Linked DNA regions of Sus scrofa: region 2 is linked to region 1. A link is a contact called in public targeted proximity ligation data. All regions are on one chromosome and are shown on one strand. The core of a region is the stretch at or near the end of the contact, and the rest is flanking DNA. Distances in the headings are between cores, read along the strand shown.

Region 1 (5,308 bases), core at 791-3,290:
CAGATAGGTGTCTGGCGTGGCCGGTGTCTCTGGCGAAGATGGATGTCCTGTCTCCTGACAGCCGTCCCGTTGCCTTGCACATGGCGCTGGTTCTGCTTTCCCCCACTGGACTGTCTTGTCCTGCCTTTTCCTTTTAAAGGCAGAGGGTGGCCACACCCGCTTCCTCTGGGGCCCACCCCAGGCCACACAATTGCCAGGGGACACCAAGAAGCCTGACCAGGGTGGCCCAGGCCTGCACAGCTGAGCGCAGCAAGCACATTGTCAAGAGCCCCGAGGAGGGTGTTTGTGGCTGCGTTTCTGCCAAACTTGCCAAGAAAAGCGCACTACCCAGATACAGGGAGAGGAGGAGATGGGAGCTGGACGGCAGCTCTGAACTTCAGACTGATGCCATCATAAGCGCCCTCGAGGAGGTCGCGTCTAGTATCCATGAGGACGCAGGTTCGATCCCTGGCCTTGCTCAGTGGGTTAAGGATCCGGCGTTGCTGTGAGCTGCCGTATAGGTCACAGACATGCTCAGATCCCATGTTGCTGTGGCTGTCATGTAGGCCAGTGGCTACAGCCCCGATTCAACCCCTAGCCTGGGAACCTCCATATGCCTCAGGTGCGGCCCTAAAAAGGAAAAAAATACTAATAAAAAATAAGCGCCCTCTAGCAAGCACTTCCCACCCGTGACCCCAACCTCCTTCCATCCCGTTAGATTTCCTCTGGAGCAGTGCTTCGCCAAATGTGGCCCACCCAGCTTTCAGAAAGTTCCCTGGGGATTTGTACAGATTCCCAAGGCTAAGATCGACAGTTCTTAGCAAGATGCTTCCAAGGCTGGGAAGCCTAAGCTGCAGGAGGGTGAGCACAGGAGCGAGTTGTTCAGCTGCCACGTTCTCTGCCAGGCGCCCTCGAACAAAGGCTGCAGGGGCAGCACCCCGCCAGCGATCACCCAAAGCAACCATTTCCAAACTGGCTCTCAGACCCACTCAGCCAAAGAGCCCAGGGATGAGGTGGCCTCTGTTCTTGGCTGCTGTCCAGGAAGCTCTGCTCAGGGAACGGTCTCAGCTCCTTTCTGGGTGAGGGGAATGCCTGGCAGGACCCAGAGACCTTCTCGCTGCAGAGACATCTCCCTGGCACTCACAGCCATGAAAGACGGGGGGGATGCGGACGTGCCAAGGGGCCTGGGAAGCAGCTCCCCATCGTCTTCAAAAGGGCCCTGCATCTGTGCATCCGCCCAGCCACCCCCGGCGCCTTCTGGACCCCTCGCCCGCACAGCTTGAGGTGTTCGCCTTCTGCCCACCTCAGAATCCACCTGCTTGTCTCCATCTCTGGAGCCACCGCGTCATTTCTGGGCAACCTCCCTCCTCACGTGAAATTCTTCTCATGAGTCTCCCTACATCCAGGTTTGCACAACAATTGCATGCAGATGTCCCTGCTTAAGACCCTCCAATGGCTTCCCCACTGGGTGTGGGATAAAATTCAGACTCCTGAGGGAAGCCGCCGGGTCTGCATCAGGGTTTGCCTCTCCCCTTCTGGCGCCCCCACGTCTCCCACTTCCCCATGAGAAGCCGGACGTGTACTGGTTAAGCCTTGGACCCTAGAACCCACAAATCTGGGTCCTGACCTTACCTCTGCCCCTAACTAGCTATTAGTAAACCTCCCTGGGCCTCAGTGTACCCATCTCTAAAATGGGTTGATAAGAGGCCCTACCTCTCAGGAGAGCTGTAGGACAGAACGAGCTGAAATGAAGGGAAAGGCAGAGGACAGCACCCGGCACACAGCAGGGGCTCTGTAACCATCGGCTGTCAGCAGCTCTCCCCGCCACCCTGGCCCCTCCAGTTCTAGCCAGTCTGGAGAGCTTTCTTCGGAAGAACACACACACTCCCCTTCACTGCTGGGCATGCTGGCCCTCCATCCCAGCCTGGTTAAGTGCTCCTCACTCTTCAGATCTCAGCTGAGTCACCGCTTCCTCCAGGAAGCCTCCTGGGATGCTCTGAGTCACCGCCCCCTCACAGGGTGAGGTGTTGCCTCACTGCTCGCCCCTTCTTCCCCTTCGCCTGCTCCCTGGGCTGTAAGCTCCCTGAGCTCAGGGACCTTGTGTTTGCTCCTTCTACGTGCAGCCCCAGCCCTCGGCACAGAGTGTCTATTGCAACAGAGATTTGGACACAGTTGCAAAATGACTCCCAGGGTGTTCAGGAGCCTCCCCTCTGGTCTGGGCAGCCTTCTCGGGCCTTGGCTCTCTGTGCCAGCACATGCGCCCTTCGCCACCTGGACCCTCGCCCAGCATGGGGGTCAGAGGCCAAGGAGGTACCGCTGAATGTTTCGAGCAAACAGGAAATGTAGATCTTCAGATACAAAGGACCCTACTCGAAGGTCACGGGGTCGCCTGTCAACAGCCGTGTAGCTGAGGACTTTTTATAGCGTCGGTTTCAGCGTCAAGCTCAACAGTAACCACCTCCACTGAAAGGGCCAGAGGATCTGGTACAGGTGAAGTTTCCCACCTAAACCACAGGATGGAGAGAAACTGGGCCGTGTGAACACTGCCGCTCTCGGAGAGCGGGGTTGCCTGGGAACCAGCAGACCACGAGAGCAGCAAAGGAAATCGCCTGCCCCCAGAACAAGCAACCTGCCAGTGATTTCAGAAAAGCGGTCAGAGTTGTGTAACGTTTCAAAGACCTTACACGGGCCTGGAGATGCTCTCATTCCGTTCGGGGCTGAGGAAGGAGAGGGCGGGGGCCAAATCTCGTTCCTACCTCGTAGTGGCCAATGGTATTCAGCTTCGTTATTCCGTCCTCGAGAATCACAGAGGAGCTGTCAATATCCAGAAGTTCTTTGTGTCGTGTGCCCACCTGAAGCTCTGGAAAAAAACCAAAGAGCATTTTGTTCGCTTTTAAAATGACGAGGGAGTTCCTGTCGTGGCTCAGGGGTTAACGAATCCAACTAGGAAACAGGAGGTTGCAGGTTCGATCCCTGGCCTCGCTCCGTGGGTTAAGGATCCAGCATTGCCATGAGCTGTGGTGTAGGCTTGGCAGCTACAGCTCGGATCCTGCGTTGTTGTGGCTGTGGTGTAGGCTTGGCAGCTACAGCTCCGATTCGACCCCTAGCCTGGGAACCTCCATGTGCCATGGGAGCGGCCCCAGAAAAGGCAAAAAGACAAAAACAATAAAATAAAAATAAAATGACAAGGACAGGGAGTCCCTGTGGTGGCGCAGTGGAAACAAATCTGACTGGTATCCATGAGGATGTGGGTTCAATCCCCGGCCTCCCGCTTTGCCGTGAGCTTCGGTGTAGCCCGGTAGCTGTAGCTCCAATGTGAACCCAAGCCTGGGAACTCCCATATGCCACAGGTATAGCCCTAAAAAGCCAAAAAAAATTTTTTAAAAATCAAAATTAAAAAAAATAACAATGAGAAATGTAAAATGCTACCCTGTCACTTGGGCAATTACTGTTTCTCACCAGCTGAAAAGAGCAAAATGGTTTTGAAGGGTCAGAGAGACAGTAGCCAGACCGGGAGCTGGAGTTTTTTGTTTTTGGTTCGTGCTTAGGGCTTGGATGTGTAAGACCGCTTCCCCCTGAAGCTTTTACTCTGAGGCTAAGCCTGGAAATACAGCCAAAGGGAGACAAAACAATGTATCTTGGAGACTAAATTCTTCGTAAAATTCCAAAACCAAATTTGTGTGCCCACTCCTGTGTGTGTGTGTTCACAAGCAGGTGCTCTGGGAACTGTCTTCTGTGGGTCCCCGTGTAGAGGGGCACTGCTGGGCTTAGTCTCCCAACGCTGGGGTTCAACCTCTTTACAGAGGTCGCCACCTTATGCCCTAGGGTCAGAACGTGGGGTTTCCTTTTTGTGAGCCTGCACAGCGTTGACTTACGATGATTCGAATGTCACTTTAGCACCAACACTTAACAGACTGGAAGACTGCACATCAAAATCTGGATTTCTGATTCCCCTTTAAACAACTGGCTCATCTGGTAACCCTGACCCCACAGGCACACGTGGCCATCATTGGCAGAAGCTAAAGTGGCGCTGCCCCCTTCCGTGGCAGTGTCTTGCCCCAGTTAAGCTGGGTCCCATGCATGTCTATCACCCCAGGTGGGCCGACACCCCTCATTTGTGATGCCTCCTGCCTCTCTGGGCATCTGAGTTTGTGGAGCCTCTGCTGTAAGAGGTCTTAGCACAGCTACTTCTGGTATTGGGTTTTCATAAGATTTACGGCTGACTTCTAAGGCTTTGCCTTGGTTTTCTGAGGCTGGCCTAGCAGGAAGATCGGCATTTGCCATCTGACGAATGGGAAGCTTCTAGTGGGCTTGGCCTGCTCCCTGCCCCCCTATGTCAGAGGCCAGGAATACCTGATGGGCACAGACTCTGGGCGATACTATGGACGTGGCCATGGCAGGACTGGGCTCTTTCCTTCCTCGGCTCCGAGGGCTCATCTCCTTTGCAGTCAGAGCCTCACACTGTTGAGACCGAGGCGCAGGGCAAGGGGGTGGATGGTCCTGGGTCACAGCATGGCCTCCCAGCTGCCCTCTGGACCCTGCCTCTAACCAGGTGAGCCCATAGGGTCTTGAAGTGCCCAAGAGTCCATCCCACAAGGGCAGCAGAAGAGAGGTGGAGGAGAGGTGCCTTAGTGGCCCGGCTGTCTTTAAAGCCAGGTCTTGGCGCTGCGACCTATTTGCCTGGTTTCCCCGGAATCTGCCAGCCCCGCCCCCCGGCTTCTCTCAATGGCCTTTTAGCGGGAGGCCTGCCTTGCAGGGCCGGGTGGGAGGACTTGAACCGCCTGCTTAGTCGAGGCTACGAGTGTACACGGAGGAGAGAGGACCCTTGTTACGCGTCTGTCACGGCTGCGACTTCCCCCCTTTCCCCTGTCGCATTAGCTGCCATAAAATCCCACGACAGTCTCCGGGGAGGGCTGCGTGGAGTCGGCTTGAAAATGTTGATGAACATTTGAGTGACGTGGAGCCCTGTTAGCTGGCTCGCGCACATGCTCGCCTTTGCCGTGCACCAGGAGAGCCCGAAAATGAATTCAGAGCAGATGCTGCTTTGTGGTGGGGGAGCATGGAGACGACACTTAATGCAGGATGCGATGAGCAGCAAGGAAGATGACCTTTCTAGCTGCTGAAGTTAACACCCAGAGTCTGAGCCACCCACTAATGACACACTCAGTATCACAACAAACAAATCAAACGCCAATGTGAAATGCAACACATGCAGAGGGCCTCAGGTTGACACCTCTCTGTACTTCCTGATGCAAGGTGAAGTCATTCCGTCTCAGGGTTAGCAATCTCATGAATCTGATTTACAAACATTATTTATATTTATAGTTAT
Region 2 (5,308 bases), core at 1,230-3,729, 160 kb after region 1:
GACTCCGGTCACAACAAGAGACTGGGAAACCGGGGCTGGCGGTCGATCAAATGGATTCAGGATTGAGAGAAGGTTCTGAGGGATGGGGAGAGTGGCCAGGCTCTAGGCTTGGCTTGGCCAGTATGGGAGCCATTCGCTACATATGGCTATGTGATTTAAATTCGTTATGATGAAATGAAATTGAAAAACCTGCTCCTTGGTCACACTGGTCATTTCTCATGCTCCGTCTCCTGTGTGTGCCTCCCCATGTTGGACAGTCCTGATGGAGAACTCGCTTATCACTGCAGGAAGGTCTGCTGGACAGCACTCTAGACCTTCTGAGGAACGGACCAAGATTAATCTTTCCCCAAACGTGGCCAGATTTCCTCAGAGAAGAGCATTCTAGGGTCACTGCACCAAAGGCCAGGGCAAGCTGGGACGTGTCACTGTTCTTTCTGCGCCCCACCCCTCCCCTCTGATTCAGCCTGGAGATGGACAGGGAAGCACTGATGGGGCCCATTCACTGGGTGGAGCTGGAGCACGGAAGCCCTGAACGGGACTTTCTGGTCTCAGCAAGGACAGCGTGGACCTTCCTGGGACCCTTGGGAAGAGCCAGGGGCAAAATGGAAAATATTTGAACACCAAAGTATGGTCACAGAGAGCTTTCCTTCACATACCACCCCTTGAAGGATGCCAGCCAACCCCGACCAGCTGCTGTCACCTCTCTGAGCCTTTCAAGACCCAAGCAGTAGGGCTGGGTGGGAAGAGAAGCATGACAAAATCAAAGAGGTTCATCTGGACAGGACCCTGAAGCCTGCAGTGTCTCACCCCTTCTTGGGAACCGATCTAGGCCAGCTTGGTCAGCACAACACCAGATCTTCTTTGGAGGGTAACAGCAGCTACTATAAGAAACTGAGGTGCTAGAATTCTCTCTTCTCCCAGATCTCACATCCCAGCTGAACCGAAGACAAAGTTTAAGCCAAATTCTGCCACGCTTCGCTTTTAGACCAGAATTCTTTCGCCACACGGGTATGAGACCTTGATGAAGTCATCATGATGAAGTTCCAGCTCTGTGTCCCTGTTGGTTTCTGAGGCCAATGCTGTGCCCCCAGCAGGCATCATGCCATCAGAAATCTGTATGCCAACGGCCAGAAACTGATTAGGGATCAAGCCTCAGGTGCTGTCCCAGCACTATAGGTTTTTGGGCTTGCCTGAATTCTTAGTCCCTGCTCATTCTGGGTGTGGGTGGGTGGGTGGGTGGGGAGGTGGAAGCAGGGCTGGCTCTGAACCATTTATTTTAGCCCAGTCACATGTTTCAGCATGTGTTCCCTCTAAACATGGTGTGTTGTGTGTGTATGTGTGTGTGTGTGTGTCTGTGTATTTGTGTAGCCCACATACCCTTGGTCATTTTCTTGTGAAAGCCCCCACCAGCTTCCTCTGGCTCCTATTCTTCTAGCCATAAATTCAAAACACCAATTTGCCTGTAACTCTTTGGAGACTGATTCTTGTAGACTGAGTCTAGAATAATTCAATTCTTTCTTCTCCATAAGGCTCCTACATATTTAAACAGTTGTCATATGGTATTTCTTCACTTAACCTTTCATTTATTTAAACATTTGTCATATGATGTTTGTTGAGCTTTACCTTAAACTCCAAATCCACTAGGGATAGGAAGCTCCTTGAAGGGCAAGGACACTAGCTCATATTTTGTATCTCCAAAGCTCAACGTGATGCCTGACACTTATACGGCAGCAGTAAAGAGCTGCTTGATAAAAGGAATAGGGCTAATATTATCATATCTAGGGTGCAGAGTTAAATCTTATCCCAGTAGTAGTTCATAGGATGGAAGACGTACTCATATAATAGATTACATTTTTTCACAACCTTTACTAGGCACTAGGCTCTTTTCTAAGCACTTCATATATATTCATTCATTTAATCTTTATAAAAATCCCCTGCAATAGGTACAATTATCCCCATTTTACAGATGAGGAGATTGAGGTATAACGAAGTTAAGTGATTTGCCTACGATCACAAGGCCAAGACATGAGAAGAATTAGGACATGAACTCAGCCCCTCTGGTTCCGAATCATGGGTCCTTTTTCTCACGATGTACCACGTAGAAGGAAAATTCAGTTTTGACTCCCGGCTCACATGCTACACAAAAATAACATGTAGAGTGGTTTCAAAAGATCTTCTGCTACTCAAATGGCTAAGACAGAATAAATAATCAGCCTAGGAATTATTAGGGAATTGGGGCCACCCTTCAAGCAAGTATAGCCATGGGGAAGGAGTGGGAGAAGACAGAAATTTTACCCTTGTTTTCTTTTCCTGGAGATGCATTTATGAGTCAGTGTGTGGGGGGTGGGGAGGGATCGATGGGGAAGAGAGAGAAGATTGAGAAGCAGGGGAAGAGGAACCTCCCAGAAGAGGAACCCTCTTTCTACCCTGATCCTTGCGGTGGCCCTGGTCACACAAGTGTACCCACAGTGCCTTGCATCAGAGAGTAGTGACACCCGGGGCCTGTGGTCACCTGATTACTGCTGGGCAGAGATGGAGACCCAGCATGCTAGACCTTCCAGTTTGTAGAGAGAACAGGAAACCTGCATGTCACATGAGATGTCCTGATTGTAAAACAATGCACTCCGCCTGCTGGAGACAAAGTCTACCAGCTTGAGACCTCAGACCCCAGACTTGGGGTCCTGAGATTCAGAACTATAAAGACTAACTGAGGATTCAGAAAGAAATGCAAATGTCTACATCTAAGTATGAACCAAGGCTGTTTCTGGCCCTTCCCCAGGAACTGCCTTGGATGTGCGGCAGAATTCCCACTCACGTTTTCCAACCGTCATACATGTATGTACCACTTTGCAGCTTTTACTCCATTTGCATACCACTCGAATCATGATTTATTTAATACTTTTCTGTTTATTGGCTCTATATTAACTGGCTTTTTAAAACTGAGGCTGCCGTAGCCTATAATAAAATCCTAAGTTTGACGTGCTAGACATAGTTTTCTCTAAGTGTGTTAAAATAAAGAGACAACTAGTAGAGTTAATATTGCTCATTCTATCTACCGCTTACAATCACTCTCTGGTGATAAACGTCTCATCATTAGGAAGCCCTAACATTTCAAAACAGGCTGTTTCAGACAAGGCTAAGACGGAACGCTCGGGAAGCAGAAAGAGACGTGATTGTGCCGGACTGGAAGAGGGTGGGGGAAGAGGAGTCAGAGCAGAGATTCTTTTCTACCTGATAAGAACTGTGGGAACTGGATGAGTCCAAGTTCACGGTTAAAAGATGTGCTCTGGTTTGATTAAAGAGCTCCCGCCCCTTCCATTGGTTTAAGAAAAAAATCTCTGCCTATCTTTCATATTTCATTTGCCTGTTATCTCCCTACTACTAAAAACACTTTGCATGAAAACAATCAGTCTCTTTGTTCACAGGAGTCCTTGGGCTCCTGCTGTTTTCTTGCTCACTCAGGCTGGTGTTTTTTTTTCTGTGATTGAATCACAAGCCCCTGCTTTGGGTACGAAGCAGCAGGTAGTGGAGCCAGGCTTCGGACCTGAGGGGAGGGGGCATTTTCATCTAGAACACTTGAGGGCTGAGTCCAGGAGAAGACTCTCCTTAGACGTGTGCCCACGGGAGCGCTGGAATGGAGCGACTGCGAGCATCCAGGGAGGTGGGACTCGATTGTATAAAGTGAATGGTACAAAGTGTCCCGCTCCGGAGTAACAGATACAACAGGGAGGAGCCCTTGTTCGCAGCATCTTGCCTCGGGCACAAATGACAAACGGACATTCGTCAAGGTTCAGTTCTTGGCACCCTTGGCGGGTCGTATCACGGAGCTGCTGGACGGAGCTCCACCGGACACCTGCAGGAAAACGTTGTTTCTGGGAGTGCAAATGGCTGTTCCTTTCTTTCATCTTGATTTTAAAAAATGTTTCCTTCTTATTTATAAAAGCAGTTCTTCAGGATAGGATGGAGACCATGCTTGCGTTCTGCCCATCACTGAATGGAATGAGGGCTTCCTATGAGTTCAATTAAATGAACTAATTTAAATGATTTAGTCATTAGTTAACACCTGTGGGGGGGGGGAGATGCCATAGCACAAAAATGGAAATAAAAATTACTACTAATTCCACCCACACAGACGGCATGGTAATATTTTGCTAAAGCTGCTTCCAGTCTCGGTACCGCCACTTTTTTCCACATAAGATTGAGATCATGCTTTAGGGTGGATGTTATATTCTGCTTTCAAATTTACAGTACATCGGGAGAAATTTCCAAGATCGTTCGTTTTCAAAAACCCCACGCTCAAGGTCACTGCATGACATCCTAATACGTGAGGGTAACCGTTTTTGGAGCCCCTCCCATGTGGGGTATTCAGGGGGCTTTCAGGCTCTCTGTCGGGACTCAGATCCATGGTCGTGGCATTCACCATGCTTAGTCTAGGTGCCAGGCACTGCACCTGACACCAGGGCACAGAGAAGGAGGAAAACTCCACATTTGCAGCCACAGGTTGAGGGCAGGAGTGGAGCAACCTTAGAGGCTCGGAAGAATGAGGAAAGGGGAGGAGAGCCAGAACTCCGTCGTTGTCAGACTCCAGGGGTGAGGAGAGTGTCTGGAGGGAGAAAGTGGACAAATTGCTCGGGCCCCTGCGTCCTCTTCTAGTCTCGGTAACGGGAACCCACCCTTGCTGCTGCAGGCCCTTCATGCATGTCCCCCCCCAAAGCCTGGACCCCCTCCACTGCCTTAGGCCCCTTGTCTCCCATCTCTTTACTGCCTCGGATGCTTCTCTCTATTAGACATTCTCACCTTTGATGCTCTTCTTTGTACGTCTTCTAATCATTTCTATAATCTTTGGTCATGGCACGCCTTCTCCACTGGAAGCCTCACGTGTAATAAAAATATGTTGAATGGGAGTTCCCGTCGTGGCGCAGTGGTTAACGAATCCGACTAGGAACCATGAGGTTGCGGGTTCGGTCCCTGCCCTTGCTCAGTGGGTTAACGATCCAGCGTTGCCGTGAGCTGTGGTGTAGGTTGCAGACGCGGCTCGGATCTGGCATGGCTGTGGCTGAGGCGTAGGCCGGTGGCTACAGCTCCGATTCAACCCCTAGCCTGGGAACCTCCATATGCCGCGGGAGCGGCCCAAGAAATAGCAACAACAAAAGACAAAAAAAGACAAAAAAAAAAAATGTTGAATGAATGAATGAATGAAGGGGTGGGGCTGAAAGACGATGGTTCTCCTCTTTGTAAAGATATGAGAGATGCAAGCACTTAGAGACATGGGTGAGAACATTCAGGCAGAGGTCCTCCTGCAGCCTTA

What was found.
Region 2: a contact with region 1 is called in a targeted proximity ligation map of alveolar macrophages. A contact is called at or near these places in 2 of 47 Hi-C or Micro-C datasets (embryonic fibroblasts and retroperitoneal adipose tissue) and 1 of 2 datasets of targeted methods (alveolar macrophages).

The regions. Positions count from the first base shown.
Region 1 is chr5:88,921,676-88,926,983 of Sscrofa11.1, forward strand. It overlaps PLXNC1 (plexin-C1), which reads right to left. Exons shown (of 31, transcript XM_021092759.1): 23 at 2,736-2,839. Among named protein-coding and RNA genes, the nearest start is that of PLXNC1, 130 kb to the right of the region's middle.
Region 2 is chr5:89,076,337-89,081,644 of Sscrofa11.1, forward strand. No RefSeq gene overlaps it. Among named protein-coding and RNA genes, the nearest start is that of PLXNC1, 23 kb to the left of the region's middle.